Regions from separate parts of the Triticum aestivum genome. Here region 2 is linked to region 1. A link is a contact called in public Hi-C data. All regions are on one chromosome and are shown on one strand. The core of a region is the stretch at or near the end of the contact, and the rest is flanking DNA. Distances in the headings are between cores, read along the strand shown. Region 1 holds the start of LOC123160438 (DNA-directed RNA polymerases IV and V subunit 2). Region 2 holds the start of LOC123157179 (putative methylesterase 14, chloroplastic).

What was found. Hi-C and Micro-C count contacts between places; a contact is called where the count stands out from the background.
Region 2: a Hi-C map of leaf shows a contact between it and region 1, with 3 times the contacts expected there. The contact joins the promoter of LOC123157179 here to the promoter of LOC123160438 in region 1. A contact is called at or near these places in 2 of 5 Hi-C or Micro-C datasets (both in leaf).

Annotation. Positions count from the first base shown.
Region 1 is chr7B:422,351,700-422,355,164 of IWGSC CS RefSeq v2.1, reverse strand. It overlaps LOC123160438 (DNA-directed RNA polymerases IV and V subunit 2), which reads right to left and starts at 1,671. Exons shown (of 8, transcript XM_044578254.1): 1 at 1,488-1,671; 2 at 1-444. The coding sequence starts at 426.
Region 2 is chr7B:422,590,051-422,593,515 of IWGSC CS RefSeq v2.1, reverse strand. LOC123157179 (putative methylesterase 14, chloroplastic) reads right to left here and starts at 1,733. Exons shown (of 5, transcript XM_044575432.1): 1 at 705-1,733. The coding sequence starts at 1,010.

The sequences.
Region 1 (3,465 bases), core at 422-2,921:
TGAAGGATCATAATCAGGTTCAACAGTTATTTCCCCTAGAGAATCAACGAGCTCTTGTAGCCCATGGGAGATAAAATCATTGTAAGAGTTTATCTGATGGCTGATCAGTCCTTTTTCAGTGAAGAATGATCGTGCCGCTTCTTTACAAAACTTCTCCAGGCTTTCAATATTGAAGTCAATTGGTACTTGCGCACTTGGGTCTGAAGAAGACTTCAGTTTCCCTTCATCTACCACAGAAGGTATTCCTTTCAAATCCACATCCATAGGAGACAGCCCTCCAGATGGTTGCTGCTCCCCTTTTGCATCCTGTTTTACATAAAACTTGCCTTCCTCGTCGCAATCCAAAACCATGAAATCCGAGACATCAATCTCAGTATCTGGTCCATTTGGTGACTGCTGACCGAGGTTCGTATCCGGCTCTTCCATCGCTGAACCACCGGGTAGCTGCCAAATGTCAACAAAGGGATTTTTTATCAGTTTTCACGAGAGAAAGAAGAGGAACACATGACATTCTGCTCAAAAAAAAAAAGAGAGAGAAGAGGAACATTGCAACAAAGTCATCAAATATACTCCCTCCGTCCGAAAAAGCTTGTCCCAAGCTTGTCTCTCAAATGGATGTATCTAGCACTAACTTGGTGCTAGACACATCCATTTGAGGGACAACCTTTTTCGGACAGAGAGAGTACCACATTATGCAATCTGGCTGCAATTAAAGGACGAGTAAACAGAAGACATGCAGAGATAGCTCCACAAGACAAGACATTGGCCACTGAATACCAGAACTACCAACAATTTCCTAGACAGTAACAACATATAACATACTCCATCCCTTCCTAATTATAAGTCTTTTTAGAGATTCCAATATGGACTACATACAGAGCAAAACGAGACTTATATTTAGGAATGGAGGGAGTAACAAATAGTGCAGATACAACACGCGTCAGACAACCATTTCGCGTAAACCGGCCACTTGAGCAGCGCAGCAATCTAACAAAACGCCAATTTTAAGAGAACTTTTGTGTCCAATCGTGGTAGGCCACATGTCGCAAGCCAATGGCAGCAGATGGAGAAACCGACCACTTGGCGCAGATCAAGACAAGGATCCCTCCGCACTAATATAACCCCAGCGTCGCAAAGCGCGCCGCTCAATTCGACGCATCACACAGGGCACAAACCACCGAAGGGTATATATAAACGAAAAGCAGAGCACCGGCGGCTCCTGGGCGCGGCGAGGCCACGGGCTCCCTCCCAAAACCCTCGCTCGTGCCGCACAAACTCTCTCTTTTTTTCTCAGAAGAAGAGCACAGGCTCGAGCCGCGACCAGACGAACGATCCCGTGCGGAAACCAACCAAAGGGCGGCCGCGAGCAGAGCAGAGCAGAGGCGACATTGCACCTGAGACGCGGCGAGAAAACCCCCGCGACGGCGGCGTCGAGAAACAAAACACGAGACAAAAGCGCGGAAATGACGGGGGTCGGGAAGGACTACCTGCGCGCCGGCGATCGCCGAACGCCGCCGCCGGGGGCGAGGGAAACCCTACGACGACGTTGCGGTCGAGGTTGGGGTTTTCTTTTGCCTTCGATTTGGAGGTTGGGGTTTTAGGCAGGCAGGCAGGCAGAGAGCGTGAGAGCGACGCGACCGAGGAGAAGCAAGGACAGTGAGGCGCTTCCCCTTCGCTTTATGCAATGCAGGTGCAGCAGGAGGATCGGCACAGCGGGGGTGGTTGGGATTGGGGCTGGGGGTTTTGCTCCGCTCGTCCTTCCCCTCTCTCTGTCCCTTTGACTGCTGGGTGCCGGTCCCATCTGTCGGTGTGATGACCGGAGGCGCGGGGGTCCATTGCCTTCCGATCTGCAACGGGTGGACGGATGGCTTCCTCTCCGATGTTGGGTTGGGGATGGGAGCAGACGGCGAGTGCGGGCACGGGCGGCCGCTGGTCCGTGCCATCTCACCCATGGCATTTTTCTCTTGTGGTACCGGCCACAAAAGTTAGGTAAATCACACATCTTTAACAAGAGAGAAATTCACTATACGTCACTAAATTTGAACCGGATGACAGTTTGATACCACTATTTCAAAATACCCTAACTACGGTCCAAATACTTGTGCAAGGGGTTCACTTTGATCCATTTGTACGATTTCATGTACGTATTTGCTGACTTGGCCGAGTCAGCGGCCGCCAGCTCGCTTTGACCAACACCTAGTCGATCCTAGGGTGAATACTACTCGATCCGTTTTTTTTTTGCAAAAACGCCATGACCTGGTCGCACCTGGTCGGCCGCTCGCTTATCCCCGCTCTCCTCTTCTTCTCCTCCCAACCCTAGCCCAACTCCCGGCCCCGCCGCCGCAGCCATTGCCGACGTCGACGCCCTCCGCCGCCGCAGCCATTGCCCATGCCCTCCTCCGCCGCCTTCGGCCCCACTGTCATGTCGTCTTCCAGCTCTGTCCGCAATGCATTGCGTGGCCGCTCCGTTGTTGTACCATTGATCGGGTGCCTGGATTGCGGCGAGCAGGTGAGGTTCTACCGGTCTAGCACCGATGAGCACGATGGATGAATCTTCTACAAGTGCGTCAACCACACTGTAAGTGCCAGTTCCTAGCTACTTGTTGATTCATGGCGTGTCAATTCTAGCAACAGTAGTATTGAAGCAGAGCACTGATTAAATTAGGCACATTAATTGGTTAACTAGGCATTGCTCTGATTAATACGGTAGTTTAGACTATCCTTGGTTACAAAATTACTGACAGAACTAGTTGGTTAACTAGTCTGCCATTGAGTCATGCACTCTGAACTTTACTGTCATTCTGTAGGTGAATAGAGATGTAATTTTTTTCTCAGGTCACTTGTGATTTCTAGCGCTGGGAGCTCGAATATGTGGTGCATCTGGTTGAAACAAGGCGTCTGGTTGGTGATGCTGCTGTAGATGCAATTGGTGCAACTGAGGACATGAGGAAAGAGCTTGAGAGGCAGAGGACTGAATCAATGGCAGGCAGAAGCACAGTTGGAAGGGGCATGGTTGGAAGAGGCACTGTAGGCAGAGCTAATTATGCCAGCTCCAATGAGAATAAGTATGCTACCAAGCAGCAAGTTGCTATGATGTTAGGATTAGGCAGAGAGATTTTGCTGCTGCTAAAGCTGCGGATGGCTTTTGTTATAGTGCTTTTGTGTGACGTGTTTCACCTTAATTATGAAGAAGTGAAGTGTTGTTAAATGAGTAAGTGTAGGTGTTCTAAGAGATCTCTTGTTCTAAATTGAGCATACTAAAAGCCATTGTAGTGGCACGGTTGTTTGCTCAGTATGAAGTCTTGGTTGTAATGCTTGTTGTAATGGATAATATATCAGTAATATGAAGACTTTGTCCTAATGTTTGAACTTTCTCCTAATTCTGTCAGAATTGTACTTAACCTCATTGCTTTGAAATTACCGACAGAACTGCCGTCATAACTAACTGCTGACAAAAATGCACTT
Region 2 (3,465 bases), core at 484-2,983, 240 kb before region 1:
ACAAGATGAGCAGCACAGAGGAAGCATAGAAACCCATATTCCTATCACAGTGACACTTCAGAACCTCTGATTTTCAACTACGGATTAATATGAAGTTACTGCTCATTATAATTCAAAATCAACCCAAACAAGGAAGACATGAAGAAACTGAGTAAAAGCATGCTGGTGCTTCCTTACAGAAAAAGAATGTGTCCTTCAACAAACATAAAAGTACTGAAGTACTCACATCATATCACCGAATTATCTCCAATTCACAAGCAATCCAAAAAAGGAACCAATTTACTACTGAAATAGTAAAACCTAGAGCAACCAGACATTAAACAATGTGGCAAAGCAGGTAACCGGCAATCCCGTGGTACCACTCTGATAATGACAGAATTTTGCCGACCAAACAACCTAAACAACAAAGCATACAACAGTATGCTAACGCCAAATCATTTAGGGCCAAATGGCCAACTGGTCCTGCAAGAACTCTTGCAGTTGAAAAGTTTGGTACTAGACCTAACTAAGTACAGTTTGTAACTGGACCAGCCTATATAATTTACAAAAAAAATCAGAACTTTCTTTGACAATGAACTTGTTAATTATAACATTGTAGCGTAGATATATTTTTCTAGGCAAGAACGCAAAGCAAGGCTGGGGGACAAGGGAGCGCGGAAGTACACAAAGAGCGGAGCAGAAACAGAGAAGGGTCGGGGCCTTACAGCCTTGGCATTGGTGACGGAGTCCGGGAGGTTGCCGTGTCGCCGGGAGCTGGTGGAGCCGGGGCCGATTCGGCGGGACATGGAGCCGCCGCCGGCGTCGATGCGGCGCGACATGGAGCCTCCGGCGTCGAGGTGCTGGTGGATGGCCATGGCGAGCGCCTGGCGGTGCAGGAGCTCCTCCTCCGCCGGCGTGAGCTTGGCCGCCCCGCCGCGCGGCGGGCGCGCGCTCCCCATGCGCTTGCTGCGCGACACCGCGGCCGCGCCCCGGTGCTCCTTGCGCGGCATGCACGCGAACGCGTTGCCCATCGGAGAGGATAACTTGTGGCGAAAAAAGGAGGGTCTCTCTCTCTCTCTCTCTCTCTCTCTCTCTCTCTCAAGTCTCAAGAACAAATCGGCAAAGATGATGAGCAAGAAAACAAAAGGTCGATTTCTGCTTCGAAGAGGGTGGGATTCAGGAACAGTCTCTCTCACACAGGAAACTCAACACGAACAAACTCGTAGAAGAAATTAAACTTCCGAAAAGGAAATGAGAAGAAAGATTTTCTCCAAGTGGAAGGAAGAGCAGGAACGGTGCCCTGCACTCGCCGGAGAGAAGCACGGTTGGTTGGGTTGGCAAAAGCGATGCGGAGAGGAAGAGGAAGCACGGAGCAGATCTGAAAGAAGAGGCGGAATTTATGAGTGGTCCTGACACCTAACTCGTCTCTCCCACACGAATCTCGCCAAAAAGGATTTATTCCCCTCTCTCTCTCTCTCTCTTCTCCTCTCCTGTATCTTTTGGATCTTCTCCCGCACAACTAATTTGGTTTGCTAAACAGAAGAAAGAAAGAAAGATTAGAAATTTGGAAGCAGCAGCGAAGACAGACAAAGGGGGGAGAAGCTTTAGGCGGCGGTTTCCTGGGAATTGTGTCTCTTGTGCTCCCTTCGCCTTTGCTTTGCTGGTGGAGTCTCCTACTCTCTCTCCCTCTGCAGATGAGAAGAAAAAGGAGGAAGGAGACCTCTTTTTTGTTATTTTCTTGGCCAGAGGGAGTACCACCAATTTTCCATCCCCGGTCCACTGGGTGTCTTAATTGTCTGGTTTGGCCTGACTTTTGACCTCCACCCTGTCCTTCTCCTCTTCATTATTCCTCAGAATCAGACCAGATAAAGATCAAATTCCAGCCAGCTTATTTCCCTTAATTAACATATTATTACTCTGGTTTTTCTGCCATTCCTGGGGATATCCTGGTCTGCCTTTCTCAGATCCAAAGTGAGGCCCTGCCTCACACTTCCAGGAAATAGGTTCATGTCTGACTTTTGAGCCCTCTTTTTGACCGTGATGATCCATTGTACTTTTGAGCTACTAGTACACATGTGGATTGCGAAAAATAGTGGGTGCCGGACGAACGGATGTGGAAGCACTGTTGGAGTAAATTCGTCGAGTCATGTCCTTTGCTGTGCTTGCCTCCCCCATTCTTCAATGAATGAATGCGCCATTTGGACTAATTTCCAGCAGTGGAACGGTTGTGCTAGTACTGTTGAGTACTGTGAGAGACAATGTAGAGTAGGGCATGCAAGCGTGTGAGTGAGCAGCATTTTCCTGCTGGAAAGCTGGTGTGATTTTTGATGTGGATATATTCCGGTTATCATTTCCCTTGCTTCCGTCACCGGTATAGTCATAGCTAATGAGAAAGCAACACGAGTGTACTAGCTGCTGCTGATGGTGATACCTTAGCTTAAACAGGCCGGCACATTAACGCAACACTTGAAGTAGAGGACAAGGGCATGGCGCTTGGTTGCAACGGCACGTTAAGTTACTCACTCTCTTTGTATTGTAGTATCTGTATTGTAGTATCCGTCCATGGATCCAGAGTACGTGTGATAAAGGAAAGCTCAACTCGCCTAAAGTGCAGTACTAGTCATTAAGTTATTTAGGATCATCATCTTCTTACCATCTCACCTTCTAACGCCATCTACAGCCGGGCTTCCTAAACTCTACCTACAAGCCTAGGAGTACGGCTCGATCACTGACCGGTAAAAATAAGAAGACCCAGATAGGCTTCTCAAGCCGGCCTCATATGTCCGGGCTGACCGGCACCTCTAAAGTGGACGGATACGAGGAGGCACGGGTGAGTCCGCCACGTCGAACTGACCGCGGGGACCCACGCGAAAACAGTCAGAAACCCATCGATCTGACATGCATCTTCTCCAATTCTCGATGGCACCGTGCCGCGCTGCCCGAGGGCCCTAGACTGACTATTTAAGCCGAATGTCGGCACCTACACCTTATCGCATCCCCATTTCCCTTCCATCTCATCCGCCGCCGCCACATTCCAATCCATCCACCGCTAGCCATGCCGAGTCACCGGATCACTATGTACGCCATGCTCACGCCGAGCGGCATCTCGAGCTCTTGAGCGGGTCCGAGCTAGGCCCGAAGCCCAGATCTTAACCGGCCTACCTCCGGACTTATCGGAGCTGGAGGAGGAGGAGGAGGCGGCAGTCATGGCAGACGCGGAGCTGGAGGGGGAGGAGGACACAGGCGAGGCGGATCCGACGCATACGGCTGTAGGCTTCCCTAGGCCCGTGGGCAAGACATCTTGACTCCATCTAGTCGAAGGCGGGGGTGAAGGCCAACCGCCACTTCATCGCGAACGAGACACGGAGCTTGAAGAAATCTTCACAAAGATAGAGTCCGACAAGGAGCCGGAGGTACGGCAGGTGACCATCCACCAGGAGACCGGGTCATCCGGCACTGCTGGCACAGAGGCCGTTGACATCTCTG